Linked DNA regions of Bombyx mori: region 1 is linked to region 2. A link is a contact called in public Hi-C data. All regions are on one chromosome and are shown on one strand. The core of a region is the stretch at or near the end of the contact, and the rest is flanking DNA. Distances in the headings are between cores, read along the strand shown. Region 1 has its middle 6.5 kb from the start of LOC732994. Region 2 holds the start of LOC101746171 (electron transfer flavoprotein subunit alpha, mitochondrial).

Region 1 (5,224 bases), core at 2,026-4,525, 160 kb before region 2:
TAGCAGCTGGAGCTAGCGGCTGGTGCAAGTTGCTGGAGCTTGGGCTGGTGCTAGCGGTTGGTGCAAGTGGCTGGTGCAAGTGGCTGGAGCTAGCGGCTGGTACTAAAATGCTGGCGCTAACGGCTGGGGCTTGTTGCTAGAGCTAGCGGCTGGTGCTAGTTGCTGGAGCTAGCGGCTGGTGCTAATTGCTGGAGCTAGTGGCTGGTGCTAGCGGTTTGGGCTAGCGGCTGGTGCAAGTTGCTGGAGCTAGCGGCTAGAACTAGCGGCTGGTGCAAGCGGCTGGAACTAGCGGCTGGTGCAAGCGGCTGGAGCTAGCGGCTGGTGCAAGCGGCTGGTGCAAGCGGCTGGAACTAGCGGCTGGTGCAAGTTGCTGGAGCTAGCGGTTGGTGCAAGCGGCTGGAGCTAGCGGCTGGTGCAAGCGGCTGGTACTAGCGGCTGGTGCAAGCGGCTGGAGCTAGCGGCTGGTGCTAGCGGCTGGAGCTAGCGGCTGGTGCAAGTTGCTGGAGCTAGCGGTTGGTGCAAGCGGCTGGAGCTAGCGGCTGGTGCAAGCGGCTGGTACTAGCGGCTGGTGCAAGCGGCTGGAGCTAGCGGCTGGTGCAAGTGGCTGGTGCAAGCGGCTGGAACTAGCGGCTGGTGCTAGCGGCTGGAGCTAGCGGCTGGTGCAAGTTGCTGGAGCTAGCGGTTGGTGCAAGCGGCTGGTGCAAGCGGCTGGTGCAAGCGGCTGGTACTAAATGCTGGGGGCTTGTTGCTAGAGCTAGCGGCTGGTGCAAGCGGCTGGTATTAAATGCTGGCGCTAACGGCTGGGGCTTGTTGCTAGAGCTAGCGGCTGGTGCTAGTTGCTGGTGCAAGCGGCTGGTGCAAGCGGCTGGAGCTAGCGGCTGGTGCAAGCGGCTGGAACTAGCGGCTGGTGCTAGCGGCTGGAGCTAGCGGCTGGAGCAAGCGGCTGGAGCTAGCGGCTGGAGCTAGCGGCTGGAGCTAGCGGCTGGAGCTAGCGGCTGGTGCTAGGTGCTGGTGCAAGTGGCTGTAGCTAGCGGCTGGAGCTAGCGGCTGGTGCAAGCGGCTGGAGCAAGCGGCTGGAGCTAGCGGCTAGAACTAGCGGCTGGTGCAATCGGCTGGAACTAGCGGCTGGTGCAAGCGGCTGGAGCTAGTGGCTGGTGCAAGCGGCTGGTGCAAGCGGCTGGAGCTAGCGGCTGGAGCTAGCGGCTGGTGCAAGCGGCTGGAGCAAGCGGCTGGAGCTAGCGGCTAGAACTAGCGGCTGGTGCAATCGGCTGGAACTAGCGGCTGGTGCAAGCGGCTGGAGCTAGCGGCTGGTGCAAGCGGCTGGTGCAAGCGGCTGGTGCAAGCGGCTGGTGCAAGCGGCTGGAGCTAGCGGCTGGTGCAAGCGGCTGGTGCAAGCGGCTGGTGCAAGCGGCTGGTGCAAGCGGCTGGTGCAAGCGGCTGGTGCAAGCGGCTGGTGCAAGCGGCTGGTGCAAGCGGCTGGTGCAAGCGGCTGGTGCAAGCGGCTGGAGCTAGCGGCTGGAGCTAGCGGCTGGTGCAAGCGGCTGGTGCAAGCGGCTGGTGCAAGCGGCTGGTGCAAGCGGCTGGTGCAAGCGGCTGGTGCAAGCGGCTGGTGCAAGCGGCTGGTGCAAGCGGCTGGTGCAAGCGGCTGGTGCAAGCGGCTGGTGCAAGCGGCTGGTGCAAGCGGCTGGAGCTAGCCGCTGGTACAAAATCATAAAAATAATGGTAAAAAATCATAAAGGTAACATAATATAATCATAACTCGAAAACTATTAAAAATCGCGGAACATACATAGGGGTGATTCGGATACCCCACGACCCCAACCCTAAAAAAAAATTTAGGTCTCTCGTGAGAGACCTAAATTTTTTTTGGACGTCAATGATCCGGCCACCCTGTATAGGTCGAAATGCATTACTGCTACACGGCAGGGTGGTGGTACCTACCCGTACGGACTCACAACCACCAGGTTTACTTAGAACATGCTCACGAATGACTTTGATTATGAAGGAATATCGTGTTACTTAAACGAAATTCGCAAAAAATATAATTTACGTAATTACTAACGGTGGAGGGCTCTGTGAGCTCGCACGGATAGATACCGCCGTCCTGTGTGCTTAGTGCGAGTTTGCAACGATAACGACTTAAAAACCTGCCTATTTCTGCCGTGAAGCAGTAATGCGTTTCGGCTTGAAGGGTGGGGCAGCCGTTGTAACTATACTTGAAACCTTAGAACTTATATCTCAAGGAGGGTGGCGCTCTTGTACAATTGTACAATTTAATATCTACTTACAATTTACATAATGTTACAATATTTTAAAGTCAGAGGGATGTTTAAAATTTTAAGCTATGATTATTCTTATCTACAATGTAGGTTTGATGCCAAGCCTAATAAGTTATAAAAAATTTTCGTCTGCCTTCATCATAGACACTTCAGTGGCCTTCATAAAAGGATTTGAGACTAGACTTAATTGGGCTGTGAATTTGGCCCCCCCCCTTTTTTTGAATTTTTATTTTTTTTATTTTTATATATTTGGCCGTCATTTGTTCGTTAATGTTCGAATGTAAAAATTGTTTGTTCGTCTTTTATTTATTTATAATTAATTAAACAAATGATCACCGCTAAGTGGGCCCCCTTACTAGATATGTTTATTTTTATCGCTCAGATTTTGATCAATCAATTTTGATCAATTATCGTTTGTTCGACGACTATTGTTCGATCATAAAAACAATTAAATTCCCAATTATTAATTATTTTATATCTAGCTAGCGACCCGCCCTCGCTTCGCTTCGGAAACATTAAAACACACATGAAACAAAAAAAAAAAAATTAAAAAATTAAAAAAAAGCAGCCTATGTTCATCAGGGACAATGTCGGCTTCTAATGGAAAAAGAATTTTTCAAATCGGTCCAGTAGTTTTGGAGCCTATTCGAAACAAACAAACAAACAAATCTTTCCTCTTTATAATATTAAGTATAGATAAGCAAACCATCACCTCACGCCTACATTGCGCATGCGCCGGTTTTGTCAGTCAGCTGGCAATGGCCATAGATATTAAGTGTATAATCTATGGCCATAGATTATACACTTAATATTGGCAATGGCCGTATTTACTAGCGTTTTGTTAACAAGTGCGTTTATATATTATCGAGAAGTATCTTGATTGATATATATTACAAGGCTTCGTTTTTTTAATTTAATAATTAAATAAGCATAACATTTACTTACATACAGAGATTAATCTTTACATAGAAAGATTTTAGTACTAGGTAATTATTAGGTGACTAGCATTCACCCAACTTTAAATCATTGAGCATCGCGCCACCTACTGAAGAGTAGCAAAATATATTTAAATTCCTTTATTTAACAATAGATGGCGCCCTATTCCACATCGATAAACCATTTACAAAAATTAAGTTTAAGTTACAAATTAGTAGTGACTACTGAAAAAATTATAACTAGGTTACGAAGACAAATTTAATCAACGGTTCAAAGTATGTTTTAGCTTTTGGCTTTTGCAGACAGTACATTCTGCAACCCTTTTTAATATTTCTGCCGTGAAGCAGTAATGCGTTTCGGTTTGAAGGGTGGGGTAGCCGTTGTAACTATAGACTACTATAGAGTGAGACCTTAGAACTTATATCGCAAGGTGGGTGGCGCATTTACGTTGTAGATGTCTATGGGCTCCAATTACCACTTAACACATGGGCTGTGAGCTCGTCCACTAAATTTGATTCGAATGCTGAACATGATTTTAAGATATTTTCGTCAAACATATCAATTGGCCTTCTGACTAATTTTGAGTAATTTACGGTAGGCAGCAGGTTGGCTCTGCCCCTGGCATTGCTGACGTCATGGGCGACGGTAACAACTCACCATCAGGTGGGCCGTATGCCGGCCTGCCTACAAGGGCAATAAAAAAATATAAACGTAACTAACGAACTTTTTTTTTCTTTTTTTTATAGAGGGTTTTCTATCTAACGTACTTGATGTAATTAATGATCATGAAAACTATGAAAGTGTTTTAAATCAACAATATTTTTTAGATCTATTTGTATACCGCTCTTTATCATATATTACTGCTTTTGTGAGTTCACTATATTATTATGTCTACGGCTATATTAATTGCATTGACTGCTTATTTTACATAAGAACAGTTGATCACATAGCTCCTTGTGTTAATTGATTACCTAAGATCATACACGTAAATGTGGACGCCGCTCCGGAATTAAAGACTTTAGTCTTAAATAATTAATACGAGAATGTTTTATTTTATTTTAATTTATAGTTTTCTTACTTCTATTGTTATCATGTTATGTTTAGTTAAATAAGTTAAAATCTAACAGTAATAAAGGCTTATTTAATTATTATTTTAAGCCGGCACGTATGACTGGCGGACGGAAAAAGTTTGCCATCAGTAGCTACTAATATTTACGTTTGATCTTATTACACGATGTTCTTATGTCCAGAATAACACATTTGGCGCATTAGCTAATCAACCGGACAGATCATCGAGGACTTTATGATTTGTCATATAAAACCATTTTTTACAGGCTAGAGTCCCGTGAGCTCACCTACTCACTCGGTGAATCTTGTATGACCCCTTGAGGTCACTAGAATAGGAAGAAAAAAGGTTACGCATCGAGACTATAAAGAGATGAGTTTCACATCACCAGGGAGGGACTGGATTTTATGCTATCGGCAATGGCACATTTACTCCATTTTCAGTGACAGATGCATATTTTGTCATCATCATGGTGAAATGATGTTGATCAAATCACGCTGTGTATTTTAGATAAAATTTAATTTTGCGACTCTCTATAACAGCTTAGTAATTAGTTTATTTTGTGTATTCTTAAAGATGTGTTATAATATTGATGATACAAATTAAATAATTCTCAAAATTTGAGCGCAAATGCTTCAATTTCAGCTTAATGTTAATATTTCAAAGATTATTCAAAGTTATGTTATATGCACCTTGTTGCTCTAAAACAGATTTTCAGTGTATCTCTGTTTTTCCCTGTTTTGAATTCGGCATCCGCTGTTGTTGACACAATTGAAAATCAAATGGAACAAATAGAGAAAAGGCTGGTTCATCCGCAATACATCGTACTATTAACAGGTACTTCAATAGAATTAGCTGCAGTATAAACTGCAGAGAGGTTTGTTACAGAACACCAATGACGAGGATATGACAGTAGCAACAGGACCTTTGCATGTCTTTAGTT
Region 2 (5,138 bases), core at 2,501-5,000:
AACAAAACAATCCTTCTATAAAGGAAGTAATTGTTATCATTTCAATTGGTATTTGATAATTTAAACATAAACTTATTAAAATATCAATTTGACGTGGCATAGCAATTGCCAATACTATATTTTGTTTAACATTGATAAAGAATGATAAATGTCTGTTGAACTTTTGCCTTTGAGATAAGTAAATTTAGAAGTGCGTTATTAAAAATATTATAAGATATTAAAATTAATGGAATAATAAAATCATTTAAGATCGGTCACTATGCAACATTGCCTCTGGATATACTTACTGTACATAGTAATTTGGTACTGTGACTGAAACACCTAATTTTACCTGGAAAATCGGAGCTTCAGGATCTTTGTTGATTGCTACAATGGTTTTGGAGTCTTTCATGCCGGCCAAGTGCTGAATAGCACCACTGATGCCTACAGCGATGTACAAGTCCTGGAGCAGGCGTCAAAAATACACATTAATAATACACTAAAATAATTATATATATAAATAGCAATATAATACTTTTTTTTTTTAGAAAAGTATATAATCAAAACACAATTTTTTTTGGTAGGACAATAATTAAATAACATTACTTTGCTATTACCAAATAATTAATTCAATTATAATACAATATATTCAAATTCTTAAGCAGTTACATGAAATGAAGAAAGAGCAAATAATGCTCATTCATTTGTGAAAGTTTTACACACTAATCTGTCTTACAGTGTGTATTTACTACTAATATTACTATGTGTTGTATATGTTATTTAGAACAACAAAGTCTGTTGTAAATATTGCAAGATATATTTATTTCAGATTACTTTTAGATGAACGGCATCAACACACATAATGAAAGAGTATGTTGTATATACTGGAACCGCTCAAGGACAGCATTAAAGTGAACAGTTCGTTTTATTGTAAAACGACAATCTAAAACTAAATTCACAAAAGCTTTATATGACATATACATCTATGACATTTTACGACCATAAATCTACCACCTCAATTGATTTTTGTATGAAATTTGTTATATTATGAGCAAAAGAAGTTTCTTTCCAGTCGAAAAAGAAATACATTTTTTAAATAATTTGTATGCTTTTGTGTTAGGAATCATAAAGGAGTTCTATACACCCTGTATCTGTGACATTCTGATAGAGTTGTGTATTCAATGTCAAATCTAAAGTGTATGAGATTCAAAGAAAGCACACCTAATTAAATATAAATTTAATACTAACAGGAGCAACAATCTTGCCAGTCTGTCCAATCTGTAGGTCGTTGGGTACAAAGCCAGCATCGACAGCTGCACGAGAGGCACCCACGGCCGCATTCAACTTATCAGCTAGATCATACAACAACTTGAAGTTGTCACCAGACTTCAAGCCTCGTCCTGTCAAATAACAACATTACACTTTGAATAATTCTGATGTGTAATTTGAATATAATTTTGAAAAGTATCTTTTTATTATGTAGATGTGTGAGCACTCTTACAGGTCATCCACATAACAGAAATAGGCAGCATATTGGTATCTATCTATGAGGGTTTACAGTACAATAATAATGCAGTAAGATAATTGCAGTATTTTAGCAGAACCAGTAGAACCATTCGTTGCTTTTAAGACCTATAAGATAACGAGAGTTTAAATAGTGGAATTTTAGTCCTATGAATTCTACATTACATTAATTTTAAAGTTTCTATTAAATTAGACCAAGCAATTAAATTAAGCATTGATTATTTATTATTATTATTTTTTAACTATAATATCTTACCACCAGATACAATATTCTTAGCACTAGTGAGTTCTGGTCTGTCAGATTTGGTCAATTCCTGCTTTAAAAATTCAACCAGATCAGTCTTATAGTCGCCCTCAGGTGCTTTATCAATTGCTGCAGACCCTCCCTCCAATGGCTCTGCAGGGAATGCTGTGCCACGAACAGTGATGACCTTGATAGGATCTTTGGCCTCAAGGGTTAATATAGCGTTACCTAAAAATATCAATCAATTAATCATTAATTAACATTAATTTCAGTTGAACTAACAGACTGTTTTTATTACCTTCATAGGGCAATGAGCTTATGGCCCATGTGACATTTGAGTGACATTGCTGGCATTACATAAGGACGTTTGCCATTGCCCACCATAGAGAACACTCCCGAAGGCACATTTGAAAAATGAAATGTTTTAGAGCTCAAGGAATACCATGGAGGGAAGTTTGTTGAGGTTGATAAATTGTATAAAAGAGCTCTGGAAATACACTGAGCATAGAGCCAGAGGCTTTACAAAGATGTATGAATAATGAATGTAAAAATGATATATACAAAATGTACATGATCAATAGGACCTCACCAGCATAAATTGTTCTCACAAAGGTATTAGCATCCTTGATACCAATGATATCAGTTATTGGTGACACATCAAGCTTGGCCGCAACTCGTGGCAGCACCGTCTTTCCGAAAGCAGTTGCTGGTGCTAAGATATGAGTGAATTTGAACTGTTTTTGTGTAGCCAAAATCAGAGGAGTCAGGGTTTCAGCAGTAAAACCTTTAAAGACATCACTCTCAGCCACTAAAACTTTAGATATACCATTTGCCTTAGCAATGGATTCTGCAGCCTGAAAGAAGTCAAATTTAAAAGTTTTTTATTAGGAAAATGATAATAGTACAATTATAGGTAAGCTCTGCAATTAGTACTGACTGCACTGTCCCATGACATTACATTGTACTTAATATTTGATATTCTAGCAATTTTTAATATTTAAGTAACTCTACTTTAAATATGACATCCTTCACATACAATAGCTAATTACAGAACCATGGCATTCTATTACAGGATTCTGATTAAAATTGACTTGATATATATTCATATAACGAGATTACATAAGATGCCAATACTTATTATTAATTGGTTCCAAGACTAAAACCCGAAACTGTACTTATTGTTTGTTAAATTAGCTTCAAAATAAAAACATACAGGTCCACATTTGGTTCCAGCCACAAGCACTGAGACATCACCTCCAATTTTCTTGGCAGCATTCAATGTATTTTGGGTTGCTGGAGATAGTACCTCATTGTTGTGCTCGGCGAGCACTAAAGTACTTTGCAAACGACGCAGCTGAAATTAGAGTCGCTATTACAATTCAGTAATATATTAGGAAAATATATTTAAAAATGGGTCTAAATTACTTATGCACCTATTTATTTCTAAAATCCAATTGAACAATAATTATCATAACTCACATCGTGACCTCGACCCTTGAAATTAACATATAAGTTTTAAGACTAATCTCATCTAGAGGTTAATAATCTAAGTTTTAGGATCTCAATATAATAATAAAGTTTCCAACCTGTCCAGACAAAAATAAATGCCTGCTATTGGGTGCAAACATTTTGATAAGCAAGATTTTGTTCAGGAAATCTGTTTTTATTTATTAAATAATTTATTAAACTTAAATCTAGGTTACAAAGTCCAATGTTCAAAAATGACAAGAGGTTTTTATTTGATTCGTGGCTAAGACAAGCAAAGGGAACGAAGTGCATGCCATTTTGTAGGAAAAATAGAAGTCATGTTTATTAAATAAAATGTAACATTTAACGATTGTGCTGGTTGAGTTGATTAAATAATGAAATCAAATTGAATTATAATAGGTAAGATAATATAACAGCTGTGGGATGACATGAAATATATTAAACTCTCTTTAAAGCAGTAGAAATTTATTGAGATTTTATAGAACATGTTGACGTCCGCGTGGCGTTAAAGGCTTATTACACTTGGCTAAATTTACGACTGAATTCAGAAGCAAGTTAGAAACTTCTGATTACACTATTCTTAATTCAGTTACTGAATCAATTGCCAGCTTAAGCGCGACGAAGTTGGACGTGTCGTGTGTATAAGAGGATGGCCCTAGTATTGTCTAGACAACAAAAAATTGGTCTTGGCGTAGTCCTCGCTTTTCTAAATGCGTTTCTAATTAGGCTTCTTAATAATTTAGTCAGTCAGAAACCATCCTTGCTACTGAATTTAGTAGGCTAGCTTACTGAATGCTGTTACACTTCACTGAATTCAGTACCGACTAAATTCAGTCGACTAAATTTAGCCAAGTGTAATAAGCCTTTTATCCGAAAATTTAAAAAGTTACTTGAATCCGAGTTGTACTCGTGTTTTGCCGCGAGAGGTGAATGTGGCTCACTGAAGGTAAATGCAGTACACTATAACTCCTTACACAGATTTAACTCCTTACACAGATTTAACTAATTCGAAATTATGCAGACTAAAAAAATCTAATTTTGCTGAGTAGCACTATTTATTAGATAAAGCGTTGTCGTGAATCGTGATTTTAACTGTAGTCTAGTTCAGTTTCCATTGCGTGGATAACAGATATTAATAAAAACGCTTTTGATTTCACAATAAAGTTATTGATAAATTTCATAGACATATACCGTAAAATGGGGCGACTAGGGACAAATTCCAACTTTATGAGCAATTTTAAGATAGTTGTTGATGTATATAATGCTATATCAGGATCAAAATGATTGAGTCTTGGGGGCATCTTTGTTGTCTAATTTAAAATTATGCAACTAGCATTCCAGTTTAAGCAAAAAATGCAAAAATAGCTGTAATCCCTATTTACCCGAAAATTGCGGTTAATTGGGACGAAATGAGAAATTTGCTAGGGTTGGCACTACTTTCATTTTTATATATAGTTTTAATTAATTTATTTATTTAGTTGCACCAACAAAGTGATCATCAATAAAAAAAATTTAAAAACTGACAAAAGTACATGGCAGACATCACCTCAATTATAGGTGCAATCGATAGTGCTGATATTTCTATCTGGGTTAAGAGATTAGGTGTGTCGGTTATTCCATGGATTAATCAGATGAATACCCCCACTCTGAACAAATATTAAATATTTATTTTTCAAATATTAAATATATTACTTAGACATTTTTGTCCACCTTGAGATTTCATTGATCTTGTTACATGTCTCTGCAAAATCGACTTACTTATATTAAATTGCTTATCTATTTCAACTAAAGACTTATTCCCTATTTCGCTTCGAATAAACCAGATTTTTACCAACAAATTTAAAAAATATTGTTATAACTACATAGACAACCCTACAAACCTGTACCTATTTGTACTTAGGTC

What was found. Hi-C and Micro-C count contacts between places; a contact is called where the count stands out from the background.
Region 1: a contact with region 2 is called in a Hi-C map of middle silk gland, with 4 times the contacts expected there. The contact joins the enhancer-like site here to the promoter of LOC101746171 in region 2. A contact is called at or near these places in 3 of 7 Hi-C or Micro-C datasets (middle silk gland and whole pupa).

What each region holds. Positions count from the first base shown.
Region 1 is chr5:13,851,137-13,856,360 of ASM3026992v2, reverse strand. No RefSeq gene overlaps it. Among protein-coding and RNA genes, the nearest start is that of LOC732994, 6.5 kb to the left of the region's middle. Within about 2 kb of position 3,275, at least 4 of the 8 cell types and tissues checked have open chromatin away from gene starts, as enhancers often do.
Region 2 is chr5:13,689,436-13,694,573 of ASM3026992v2, reverse strand. LOC101746171 (electron transfer flavoprotein subunit alpha, mitochondrial) reads right to left here and starts at 3,750. Exons shown (of 7, transcript XM_038011255.2): 1 at 3,334-3,750; 2 at 2,961-3,101; 3 at 2,337-2,601; 4 at 1,760-1,975; 5 at 1,228-1,379; 6 at 332-442. The coding sequence starts at 3,375.